3 separate regions of the Zea mays genome follow, and regions 1 and 3 are each linked to region 2. Evidence: chromatin contacts called from public Hi-C data. All regions are on one chromosome and are shown on one strand. The core of a region is the stretch at or near the end of the contact, and the rest is flanking DNA. Distances in the headings are between cores, read along the strand shown.

Region 1 (4,583 bases), core at 211-2,710, 210 kb after region 2:
TGTATTATGGTACTACAAACGTTGTATGAATTTTTAAATTTTCAAAAAAGATAAATACATGTTAATTAACTGAGTTATAGTGTATATGGTAGCTATATAAGGAGAATTGTTGGATACAAACTATATGTAGAAGGAGAATCTTTTAGGAGATGTAGTAAAATATATTAGAAATTACAGTTGGAGAGATCTGTAGGGAAAATTGTTGGAGAGAGCCACAAATGATTGTTTCTAGTCCTAGTTAGCTACAATAGAAGAATCCTAATTTTTCTTTAGAGTGTGCTTACCGTAGAAACCACACCACCTTGTTTTGTGTATTCCTAGTAATATGTTGACTTACTCATCTTCTTGTTAGATGCAGGGGTGTTTGGTTCTACCAAACTAAAATTTAGTCCATGTTACATCGAATATTTAAAAGACAATTACGAGTACTGAGTATAGTCTAATTATAAAGATGATTACATATATTAAGACTAACCAACGAGATGATTTATTAAGTCTAATTAAGCATATATTTAATACACGTAATTGATATTCAAACATTCAATGTGGCACGAACTAAACTTTAGTCTGGAAACCCAAACGCTTATTCCCCTTAAGACTTGTTTTGTTGCATGGAGATTAGTGGGGATCTAGGGCAATATAACCATTTGCTCAAAAAGGGATTATGTTGCGACTGGATCCCCTCTAACCTACATGCAACCAAACAAGCCATTAGGTTAGAAGGGATTGGGGAAAATGAACTATTTTCTCCTTAATCCCCGTTAACACCCTTCAACCCTCTTCTAACTAAACAAACCTTTATGTTCTTGGTTTATTAGGAATGTAGTGCTTGTCCTAGTTCTTTGCACTAGGCTGAGGATCGTAGCTGAACCATGTTGTTTTATTGATGTTGGTGTTGTAATTCTCTTCTTTCCCGCCGTTACTTATGTAATTAGTTCATGTTTTTTTGGAAAAATGAAAATACTTTGAAAAAAAAAAGAGATTTGCAAACTAGCCCTTGGATGGAAACTATTGTCCTCCACTTTTTTCGCTTTTCCGATGACCTTAGAAAAAATATGGTTGAAAAACATCATTTATTTTAGAATCTATATTTATCTACAGTGCCATATAACATCAAAATAATGTTTCATATGTTCATTTATTTGTACGTGTAACTAAGCTCTAATTTAGGAGAACCAAGATGGCCCACCTGCCGCCCTGGTAAGACCGGGCGAGGTAAAAGGGGAGAGCCGGAGAGGCGAGGAAAGGTCCGTAAAGAAACCAAGCGCGCCACAAAACCGAAGCATTGAGTGGTGAAGCGAGGACAGAAAAGGACACGCGGCTCAGCAGCGTCAATGGGCACGAGCGCGTGCTACCATGCGCCGTGGCGGGAAGCTAGAGTGCGCGGCTCCAGTATAAATTCTGCCGGGAAGACGGTGCCGCACACTCACCTCAGCCTCACCTGCCTTCCCAATCAATCGCATTCTCCGTCCGCGACCCAATCCAGGTGCCGACAGACCAGATACCAGAGCAAACAAGAAGCCGTCTCACTCCACGTCGCAAGGGAAATGGCCACCGCCTCGCTCGCACTGCTCGATCAGACGCTGCTGCCGTCCCCTCTGGCGTACAACGGCGGCTCCGACCGCCTCAGCCAGGAGATCTTCTCCATCCTCGAGTCCAACTTCCTATTCGGCGCGTCGCCGCTGGAGGGCGGCGCGTGCTCCGCGGGCCGCGTCCGCGTGCTGTCCATCGACGGGGGTGCCGACGGCGGCGCGCTGGCCGCCGCAGCGCTGGTACGGCTCGAGCGCCGCCTGCAGGAGCTCTCCGGCAACCCCGCCGCGCGCGTCGCGGACTTCTTCGACCTGGCGGCCGGCTCCGGCGCGGGCGGGTTCCTCGCGGCGGCGTTGTTCGCGTGCCGGATGCCCGCCGAGGCGGCGCGCGACGTCGTGGCCAAGAACCGGAAGGTCCTGTCCGGGCGTGGCGGGGGCCTGATGTCGTTCCGGCGCCCCGAGGCCGCGTTCCGGAAGGTGTTCGGTGACCTGACGGTGCGCGACGCCGCCAAGCCGCTGCTGATCCCGTGCTACGACATGGCCACCGCGGCGCCGTTCGTGTTCTCCCGCGCCGATGCCGTGGAGGCCGACGCGTTCGACTTCCCGCTGTGGCAGGTGTGCGCGGCGGCTTGCGGCGTGGGCCCCGCGGAGGTGGCGTCCCTGGACGGGCGCACCAGGCTGCGCGCCGCGTCGGGGGCGGGGGCAGGCGGGGGCGGCGCGTCGGCCGCCGTGGCCAACCCGACCGCCGTGGCGCTGACGCACGTGCTGCACAACAAGCGCGAGTTCCCCTTCGCCGCCGGCGCGGGAGATCTCGTGGTGCTGTCCCTCGGCGGGCGCGCCGCAGCCTCGCTGGGCCGGCTCTCGTCCTCCAGCCTCCTGCGCATCGCCGGAGCCTGCCAGGCCGACATGGTGAGCCTGCCTAGATGACCGTTTCTATCTCGAAAAGGGCGGCGGCGGCCGCCGCCGCCGCAGCAGCTGGAACGAAATGGAATGGACAAGACTGACACTGACACTGACAGTGCGCGCGGATTGTTTTGTTTTGCAGGTTGACCAGGCCGTGTCGATGGTGTTCGGGGAGAGCAGAGCGACCAACTACGTCCGCATCCAGGGCAACGGCATTGCGCCCGGCGAGACGGCGGAGGCGGCGCTGGCGGAGCGGGGCGTGGAGTCGGTGCTGTTCAGGGGAAAGAAGCTGATGGCGCAGACCAACGGCGAGCGGCTGGACGGCGTGGCGGAGCAGCTGGTCCGGGAGCACCACCGCCGACTGGAGAGCAAGACCCCCGTGGTGCTGGTGAAGCCCTCCGCCACGCCGCGGACGTCTTCGTCGTCGGCGTCCACGCTCATCACCGTGTCCACCAACTCGTCGTCGGAGTCGCCCTGAGACCGAGACGACGAGCGACCGACCGAGCGAGCCGTCAACAGACAGACAGAAGCAGCTCGGCTTTAACTAGCGTGGCCTTGCTTTGTTTTCAGCTTTTTTATTTATTGGTTCGTTTGGGTTTCTAGTTTAGCGCGGCGCCGGCGCCGGTGCTCGGGGTTTTGACTTTTGATTGCCTGCCGGCGCCGCCTGCGCGCTCGCTCCCGGTCCCGGCCGCCTGGCGCGGCCGGGAAGAAAGATCGAGGAGGGCTGTCGAGCGGCGAAGGCGCCAGAGATTTGTGTACGTAGCTAGAGGAAGGAGATGTGCCTGTATGTGTGCGTGTGCTGCAAACGCAGTGTATGTACGTGCGTACGTAGTAGAGTGCCCGGAGCTTGGATGATATTGCAATGCGATGTGACGATGCTACTGTCGGTGTGGCGTTTACTGATCACAGCTCAGCCCTTCTTCCTTTGTCCTGCGTCCTGGCCCTACGATACGATGCGATTCTTCAGAGTTTTACCTGATGGTGATGGCTTTGCTCCCGAACATTCTGATAGTGGAGTATTTTTTCTCTCTCTCTTTTTCACGCCATGGACTGATGAGCTGGAGGAGGAGAAAACACAACATCGTGAGGAGTACGAACTAGTACGTACTATCTGGCAGGAAGCCGTACGACTCGTTGGTCATCGCCATGAATGTGCTTGCTCACGCTCAGTGTGTGGTGGTTCAGCTGCCATCTCGGATCGGGAGACCCGACATGCTCTGCCGACCGACACCGACATACATCATCCATGTCTTGGCACGGAACGTAAAAGCGGAAAAGCACTATTGTTGGGCCGGGCTGTACTTTCGCGCCCCAGATTCTTTTGGTGCCAAGGCAACGCAGTGCATGCAGTGGAGAGGCATCGAACAAGGCCCAGAAAGGTACAAGAAGAGCCCTCGGGAATTTCCGGCCGGCTTTGTCAACATAGTCGAGCAGCGCCCAGATCTTCTTGGGCCTGCACGTTCGGCCTAGATCCATAACAGTAATTTTGGCCCAATGATGCTAAAAAAAGGGGTGGTAATTTTGGCCTGCAACGTTCAGGAAATATGCGAAATACGTTTTTGTTGCTCCCAGCTGGAAGGCCATTGTTCTCCTCACCTCGCAACAGAGCCCAAAACCTTGTTTTGTTTTTTTGATGATCATCTCATCTCCCATTGCAAAAGACAGCCAGCAGCTTGGAAGAGTGTAGCGAACAGTGCAATGTAGCCGTGGCAGCACATGATCAAACAAAAGCAACTCTGTTGTTAGGTGCCCTTGCCCAAAATCTTTGGCCGGCCTGGGCATGAAGGATTTGGTCGCCGGCGTTTTAGAGTTTAGACTGACAACCAAAATGAGTAGGAGAAGCTATGCAAAACTTGCACGACAATTATGCTAGACGATGCAAAAAAAAGTAGGAGTAGATTTTAGAAAGACAATTGGTTCAACGAGAAAGCTCCCATGAACATTGCTCTGGCGTGACTTAGGCTGGCATGGCGCAGAAACAATCTGCCGCGCCTTTTAATTCCTGTAGCTTCGCCGAATGAACACTGAGGAACAACTCCACCAATTTGTTGGTCTTTGGAGCCAGCTGCTGGTTTGATGATAAGAGATATGAAGGATATCTATGGGTAGGGTTGGCACTTTTTTTACTATAAACCAAATAAAACTGAAATT
Region 2 (4,010 bases), core at 948-3,447:
TTTGAGTTGGTATTCTCAGTAACATCACTGGCAGATTCTGAACTTCTTGTTTACAGACATCACATATCTTGTTTCCCTTGATGCTAAACCATTTGACAGCACAGTCTTGGTGTGCAAGTGCAAGTTCTCCTTTGCAGCTGCACTCCATTTTAAGTGTTTCACCTCCTTCGTTGAGTTCAACAAAACAAATTCTGCAGACTGCCTCTTCTTCAGGAATATCTTCGCCTCCATCTTCAGGGACTGTCAGGTACTCAACAATGCACTTACATGAGCCATGGTGCTTTTATGAAGCAAGATTCAATTTGGGTAGTTATCATAGTACTATAGAGGACTGTAAGAGTTTATACCATCGATTGTTTCTTCAATTATATCGCTTGATGTGGTTGCTTCGACTGGGACAGGTCTTGGGGTTGTTGGAATCACACGGATGACACCTAATGAATCTGCCCTCCTCAAACTTCTGTTTTTGCGATTTCCAGGTACTGAAAGTGAGCGCCTAATTTTTGCTTCAACTCCTTCATTCTGCTAGTAGTGTAAATAAAATCTTAATGCACTGGTAGTAGACTATTTATGGGCACAGCTTAGCAGAAAAAATATATGTACTTACAGTTGTAGTTGGCAGGGTATCTAATTGATTTGGAGGAGATGCAGCCTTGTCAGTAGTTCCTACAGGCGTTACTGGAAGAGAATGGGTCCTTTTTGCCGATAATGAGTTAATGACCTTTCTAAAAGAAAATGATCTTGCTGTGCTTGGATTATCCTGCTGCCCTTCAGATGACGTCCCAGGATTTAGAAGGACCACTCGATCACCTTCCTGGGCTGAACTCCTTGCTCTGAAACTGTGCTGAGGATTCATGTTCTTGATAGATGATTTTGTTCTCGTCGAATTAGGTCTCGGTGGCAAACCCACTCTCGTTGAACTGGGGCTGCAGGATATAGTAACTCTTGTCGATGAAGGTATATTGGTATCCAAGGTCCTAGCTGGTATTTGCAAAGAAAGGTTTGGCCTTCGCGAATTATGCCCAGGTGTAGTTTGGCCATTGCCATCCTGAACCGGTGCCTACACAGTCAAGTAAACAATACATCCAGAAACCATGGTCAAATAAACCAGATAAAGCTTGGTAAATGAGTGACGCAAAAAAGAGGAACCCCCATCACTTCCATGAAAGAGGGGCTTCATTTACCCATGATACCTCATCAAGCTTTATGAACAAATGGAGTGACAATATCCCGTATGTCCGCCGGAGTCTAAATTTACATGTCGACAAAAGAAAGTAAACTCAAAAGGAACGAAACTGAAACAGGCCATTAAATCCTCTTTTGATTTCCCCAATTCTATTCATAATGTCTGGCCGCGGCACAATCACATGGACATGCCGTAAATTAAAAATGCTAGTTCTTTAAGGTGTAACCTAGAGAATTCATGCGGTATAAGATTCTGAATCTGGCCTGGTATTACATTACTCAGAAGACGTTGAGCTAAATATGCACGCAATTGAATTCTACAGCTATACTTGTGGTGACATAATCACAGAGTTACCCAGTACACGGAAATAAAGAAAACTGATACAATACAGCAGTTTCATCAGAAAGGTAAAGGGCCTCAAAATAGAATCTAATCCAATTTTAGCTCATGTGACATGTGACACAGTGGTAGTACAAGGAGTCCAGTTAGGAAAAGAAGAGCAATTAATCACTGCCGAGGGAAAACTGCCGGATGAAGCAAAGCAGGAAATATTCGATCTTCTGGTCCTAATCTAGTTTGCCAAAAAATAAAAATAAAAAGAAAACCGAAGCGCAAAAGAGCAGAACAAAGATTCTCCCAGCTCAGCCACAATTCACCAGCAAAGGTCGCATCTTTGGAGTTGTAGCTAATCTAAGATCCAATTTAAATCCAATCAGATGAGAACAAGTAGGTGGTAATCGGTGGCGCGTAGTCTTCGCACGGGAATCAAGAAATTGGCAGAGCATGAGCCAAAACTGTACGAGAAATGGAGGGGGCAAATCTCAGGGGAGTAGGGCAAAGCAGGGCGTACGAATCTCACCGCTCGATCACCGGAGTACGGGGACGGTCCCTCGGCGCTCTCCATGAAGGATTCGATGAGCTCGAGGAAGAGCCGCAAGAATCCAGGGAGGGTGGGCAAGTGGTGTCGAAGTTCTTGGGCAGCAGCTCAGGGGAAGCGGTCCGGGAGCTGAAGGGCGCTTTTGCAAAGGCCAGTTTGTTGCCCGGGTCCATACTTTATCCTATTTACACCCTCCGTCTTAAAACAGTTGATATTGCAGATTTTCGAAAAATCAATTATTTTAAATTTTAACCATCTCTATTATATAAAGCATCGGTTTCATGGCCGTCCCGCGTCACCATTTTTCTTCCTGCTTAATAAAAAATGGAATAAAATTATACACAAATAAGAATTGAACTTTGATTGTTAAGACAACTTATATAATATACAAAAACTGTAGTAATGCATGGACTTATATACATATATATACACACACGTGCACATATCAATATTTATTTATAGTGCATAGTTAGTATTATTAGATAGATCTTTAAATTTTGTGTATAAATTTATATAGAGATATAAATGTTGCTAATAGTTTTTTTTATAAATCTAGTCAAATTTAGAAAATTTGGACCTATATAAATATTATAGCAATAACTATTGTAGAACAAAGTGAGTAGTCCTCTAGAGGTGAAGGAATGGTTAGATATTTGGAGGGATATCTAAAGGGAAAAATATTTGGTGGAAGACCACCTTAGTCCAGTTTGAACTCTTCTTTTACCTCCATTTTTTCCTGGACTATGAGACTAGACATTCACCCCAAATACCACTCGTTTTGAAAACGATTCAAACTTTGCCTTCATCTTCCATTCCACCATTACTAGATTTCTTTAGATTGGTTGAAATCGAGTTTTTTCTAACTTTGAGCAATATTTTTAACATATACATTGTAGACTAATGCACTATTAAGAAGTAAGTCAACGGGTCTTACAGAACTAACATGTTATTGATGTTGGTATATTTTCATATAAATTTGGTTAAGGTTTTAAAAAATAACTTTGAAAATATAAATGGCCTATATTTTAAAAGGAGGAAACATAATGTTGTTGGGGTTGAGCTCGTTCGAGTCGGTCAAGAGACTGAGTCGGACACTATCTCGCACTTTTATCGGGGTGCAACAATCTTATGGTTGTGATTCCTTACATACTGCATATATAAACAAAGAAGGTTGGCATATGAACCAACGTTCATTGTAGCCTCCTCTCTTATACAACACCTGTGTCACACCCGGATTTCGGGGGCACTAAGATCCGGGCGTGAACATAATCACCAAGTGTGTTGGGACCAAGTCTCACACATATGATAAATCATGGTACAGAAACGAATGTCACATCATTTATATATAATAGAGTCCTGTACAAAATAGTTAAATAATTATATCATATAAAGACAGCGATCCGGCAACCCAAAGTTGACTGGGAGACGGCGGCCTAGACCTCTCACGAACTCATCATAGCATCCTCCATACGCATCATCCTGTGGTACCTGTTCTTGACCTGTGGGAGTGTGAGACAGCAAGGGTGAGCTCACATACGTTCATCGCTCAACAAGTTGTGGGGAATAATGTGCATGAACTCGCCAAAGGTGGGAGCTCATGTGAAGTGTAAGGCTTACCAAAGAGGATGGCTAAAGCTGAGTATTGCTTTTAAAGTTGGTCAAAAATTTATTAGCAGTTACTAAGTGTAAGTAGATACCAACCCAAATAAGTAATAGATCAAAATTGGTAACAACACCCGCGATGCAATGCATATGACAAATTAAGTTTGGTTCCATAAATTAATCATGTGAGGGTCCGAGCCGCTCATGACCGTGAGCACGGCTAATATACCAGTTTTACACTCTTCAGAGGTTGCACATCTTTACCCACAAGTCATGTTACACATCTGTCAAGGGGTCATGAATCCCATACACCTCTACCAAGGAAGCGAGGAAGGGTAACACTAC
Region 3 (4,628 bases), core at 254-2,753, 150 kb before region 2:
TGGCACAGTGGTTTATCCCGTGGTTCGGCCAAGACCAACGCTTGCCTACTCCACGTTGTGGCGTCCCAATGGACGAGGGTTGCAATCAACCCCTTTCAAGCGGTCCAAAGACCCACTTGAATACCACAGTGTTTTGCTTGCTTTACTATATCCCGTTTGCGAGGAATCTCCACACTTTGGAGCCTCTCGCCCTTACACTTGAAGTTCACAAAGAAGCACGAAATAAGGGAGGGATGAGCAACACACTCAAGACAAGAAATCACAACAACACCACGCACACAAGTCGCAACAAGAGCTCACAACACAACTCAACGAGTTCACAACTCAACTAGAGCTCTAATTGCTATTGCAAGGAATCAAAAGCGCGGAATCGATGTCTTAGTGCTTAGGAATGCTTAGAGAATGCTTGGTGTTCTCCTCCATGCGCCTAGGGGTCCCTTTTATAGCCCCAAGGCAGCTAGAAGCCGTTGAGTGCATTCCAGGAAGGCATTTCTTGCCTTCTGTCGACTGGCGCACCGGACAGTCCGGTGCACCACCAGACACTATCCGGTGCGGATCTCTTTCCTTATTTGGCGAAGCCGACCGTTGGTGCCTTGGAGCCGTTGGCGCACTGGACACTGTCCGGTGCACACCGGACAGTCCGGTGCCCCCTTCTAACCGTTGGCTCGGCCACGCGTCGCGCCCAGATTAAGCGGCCGACCGTTGGCCCGGCGACCGTTGGCTCACCGGACACTGTCCGGTGCACACCGGACAGTCCGGTGAATTATAGCCGTACGCCGTTAATTTCTTCCCGAGAGCAGCAAGTTCCCCTGAGCCGGACAGCCCGGTGCACCCAGACAGAGCTAACTTTGGCTGAACAAAGCCATCTTTCTTCCAATTCGATTTCTCCTGTTTCCAGTACTTAGACACAATACATTAGTCTATAAAACAATGTACTAAGTCTGAGAAACATACCTTTATACTTGATTTGTACTTTGTCCACCATTTGACACTTAGGCACTTGTACTGGACACTAAATCACCAAAACACTTAGAAATGGCCCAAGGGTACATTTCCCTTTCAGTTTGGCGCTCGAAAAAGGTGTCAACAAAACTCATTTCGCAAGAACGTACTGTTAGGGGTCTATTATGCCGACGGTCCCTATTTAACCTTCATTTTGGCACAAGCAAGTGTGTTTCAGGTGCTCTTCTACTGATGGAAGAAGCTGACTTTCGGCCAAAGCAACATATAAAGAAGCTTCGGCTATACGCGCAGTGTTGATTTTATAACCGATGTGGATTGTGGGTTGAATAAAAGGAAACCCCGGGACTCTTTTGCTCTTTTCCTGACCGAAGGGATATCGGCGTACGAGAACCACACGATCTAATTTAAGCGGTCTCGACTAGACTCATTACTTAATGAACCGTGTGAGATCTGAGTCGTCCGATCAGATATGGACGACCCGATTTAAAAAGTCTCGATCTAATCTACACTATCCACCGCATGATCGACGGCTCCACACCCTTGTACGAGTTGATCTACCAGAAGGGGATCCTTCTTGGCACAATGGAAGGACCACCAGGGCTATCCCAAGCGATCCCGGTTTCTGGAGATGCGTACTGCAACAGCTCCACTACGCACGTGGATGCTGCCGGCAGCAGCTCACCGGCCGTCGCGAAGCTCCGGAAGCTGCTGTTCCGCCGGATGCTCATCGGCGTCAACGACGGCCGCTACTTCCATGGCCTGTTCCACTGCATCGACAAGCAGGGCAACATCATCCTCCAGGACGCCGTCGAGTACCGCAGCGCCCGGCATTGCTTGCCTCCGACGGAGCATAGGTGCCTGGGGCTCATCCTGATCCCGGCCGCCTGCCGGTCGTCTTGCCAGGTTGATTGCTCCGTTGAAGAGAAGATGTCGCTCATGTGTTTGGAGTGAATGGTGCTTCTAAATATGTGTTACTATGCTTTCCAAGCTACTCAGGAATCATGATAGATAAACCCTTTTGTATAACATTCCTAGATCTTGCTGGGATTTAATTTGCATCGATTCTGCTATCTGAGAGAGACCCTGCATGATTTTTTTCTTTTTTGTTGTATCAGCTAACATCTTCGAAGAAAATTGGTGCTCCTATTTTAAAGAATTGCTTATTTGAAAACTTTTACCATGGTCATTTCATTTAAGGAATGATTTGATGCAGCTGTTAGTGTACATGAGCATTTCTATTTTTTACTATGATGTAGAGTTAATTTTCCGTAGTCTTAAGTTAATTTCAAAGGTGCATCGATCAACAAACAGGAGTTCAGAAGAGTGCATATCAAAGAAATTAAAAATTGTTGAACTAGTTAAGTCTGGGACTGCAGCACCACAAGGAAGTCTCCTTTGCTCAAAGGGGTTGAGCAAATTAAATCTATTTCTATTCAATTTTGATTAACAAAGAATAAGCCTTAATAGGGAATTTAGCTTCATGTCTCGTAAAAAACGGAGAAAATCTGTGATAGATCAACTGCATTCAAAACTCCCGAAAATCTGTGATAGATCAATTGCATACAACATCATTGACAGATAACGTCGGCCAGAGAGCAACCCATTCAAGCTCTGTTCTATTTTGAACTTAAACTTTTGTGGAAGTAAAACAACTAGCAATTACATATCTTCTTTCTCGTATAATCTGACTATTCAATCCTGAAAATTTTGAACTCTGCAACATGAAATTTGAGGGTGCAACATGAAATGGCCTCTAGCTGAGTTAGTTAGATGGTCTGATTAGCACTTCTCAGGTCCTGAGTTTCAATCTTAGTAAGACCAAATTTCAGGCTGAGCTTGAAAAAGTCACTCGCTGGTCCCTGGTTGTATACACACGAGATAAACTGACCTATGAGGGACAAATCCTCGTGTAGGGACCAGGAAGGCTCAAAGCACGAGCAAAAATCTGGACTATAGAGGACGGACCCTAATGTTGCACGAGGGTTAGCTTTCGTGATCTTACTCGATCGGGGCTGCGATTGAACTTCTTATTAATATAATACAGGAGGGGGACGGTCTTTCCCCTACCGGCCGAGTTTTTTAAACAAATATAGCAGTACATATGATGCAAATCAATGCCTTCTAGCAAAAAATGGTTTACAGCGTGAGCCTTGACACTATCATTGCTCAACTCCATTTTAATTGACATCTTCACCATCAAACCATTTTAGACAAGGAATGAGCATCATGACAATAGTTCTGAAGTTCTCCTTGCTTGCAACTGCATTTCCTTTTATATCAAGCTGTGCCAACTTCAGAGATCTGAAAAACAGTATGGCATCCCAGTATTCCTCCACGTTGATATTTACCTTCTGGTACGCTTCAAAAGCTTCACTTGCTTCCATTTTGTGTGAGAATGGAGACGAGCAGATATACCGTGTTGTGTCAATTGAGTGAGCTCCAATCTTGTTGAAAGATAAATCCAGAACTTTCAATGAGATTATCTTCGTAAGGGATTCAAGTGCTGTGAAACCACTGATCTGGTTGTTGCTGATGTTCAAGAACACAAGGTGCTGCAAAGCCTCCAATCCTTAAATGAACAAAAAATTAGCATCCCAAAGCCAGTGTTTTTCAAATATTATCGTTCAGGCATTTGCTAATGACTAAGCCAATTATCAGTTCTGCAACTGCATTCGAGAAGCTATCGCAGGCCAACTGCTTTTGAGAAACTAAATCACAGGCCTTGTCACACTATTAAAATATCATTATTTTTTTCTTGAAGTGGACATAGGATGATAGGAGAGATGATTCAAATGCTAACCTTCGACTGATCTCAGACTATTATGGCTTAGGTCCAGCATTTGAACCCACAACAGGCGTTCAGCAAATCCAATGCATGTTAGAGATAATCTGCAAAGCTGCACATGATTCAGGGGAGCTGAATTTGGTTGAACCTGAACTGAACAGTGCTTCATGAAAGTCTCCATGTCACATGTTAACTGCAAGAAAAGGTTAGGTTAGACAGCAGCAAATTATCCCTAAGCTAAGTCTCTTCAAACATTCTTTATGTTACTTTATCCATCAGGACTAAGCTCCGTTCATCCTCATAGTACTGCTTATGAGATGGATCCAGGTGAATCAAGTCAGTGAAGAGCCCCAGTGCCTCTTCACAGTATCCCTTCCTTTCAATTAGAGATCTTCCACGAGATTTTATAGCAGAACAAGCAAGCAATAACCGGGCTAATGTCAACTTCCCAAACTTGCTGGAAAAGAGAGTATGTTATGGAAATGGGGTTATAATTATGAACAAACAGATTCAGAATGGATTTAGAGCCTAACCTGTTGTCATCAGGTAACTCTCTGAAAAGATCTATTTCCTCAGATAGTCTTTCAAAATGCCAATTTGAGTCATGCTCGATCAAGGCACTAGTAATCTTTAGCAGATCAAAAGGGATAGGATCACGGTTCCCATGAGGCTGGAATGATTCTGAGCAATTCCAGGCAACTGGCTTATCAAACATATCTAAACCCTGTACTGGATCGTTGCTGATCAATTCAATGCCAAATGTAAAATGCACAGGACAATTGTAGTTAGAGCCACTTCTAGATACAATGCCATTCGAGCAGGGTATGCTCACTTCAACAGAATATTCCTGCAAACTGCTACATTCATTTATAATCTGGAG

The links. Hi-C and Micro-C count contacts between places; a contact is called where the count stands out from the background.
Region 1: a contact with region 2 is called in a Hi-C map of leaf, with 5 times the contacts expected there. The contact joins the promoter of LOC100274476 here to the promoter of LOC100304255 in region 2. A contact is called at or near these places in 3 of 25 Hi-C or Micro-C datasets (all in leaf).
Region 3: a Hi-C map of leaf shows a contact between it and region 2, with 4 times the contacts expected there. The contact joins the promoter of LOC103626283 here to the promoter of LOC100304255 in region 2. A contact is called at or near these places in 3 of 25 Hi-C or Micro-C datasets (ear, endosperm and leaf).

The regions. Positions count from the first base shown.
Region 1 is chr5:44,363,985-44,368,567 of Zm-B73-REFERENCE-NAM-5.0, forward strand. It overlaps LOC100274476 (Patatin-like protein 6), which reads left to right and starts at 1,461. Exons shown (of 2, transcript NM_001148835.1): 1 at 1,461-2,438; 2 at 2,575-3,312. The coding sequence starts at 1,548. The coding sequence ends at 2,910.
Region 2 is chr5:44,149,331-44,153,340 of Zm-B73-REFERENCE-NAM-5.0, forward strand. It overlaps LOC100304255 (RING/U-box superfamily protein), which reads right to left and starts at 2,198. Exons shown (of 9, transcript NM_001165698.1): 1 at 2,046-2,198; 2 at 608-1,060; 3 at 348-522; 4 at 1-240. The coding sequence starts at 2,090.
Region 3 is chr5:43,996,221-44,000,848 of Zm-B73-REFERENCE-NAM-5.0, forward strand. LOC103626283 (N-alpha-acetyltransferase 38, NatC auxiliary subunit) reads left to right here and starts at 1,504. Exons shown (of 1, transcript XM_008646673.3): 1 at 1,504-2,149. The coding sequence starts at 1,546. The coding sequence ends at 1,914. LOC100285137 (rab geranylgeranyl transferase like protein) reads right to left here. Exons shown (of 8, transcript NM_001158031.1): 5 at 4,282-4,628; 6 at 4,016-4,205; 7 at 3,764-3,941; 8 at 2,994-3,532. The coding sequence ends at 3,141.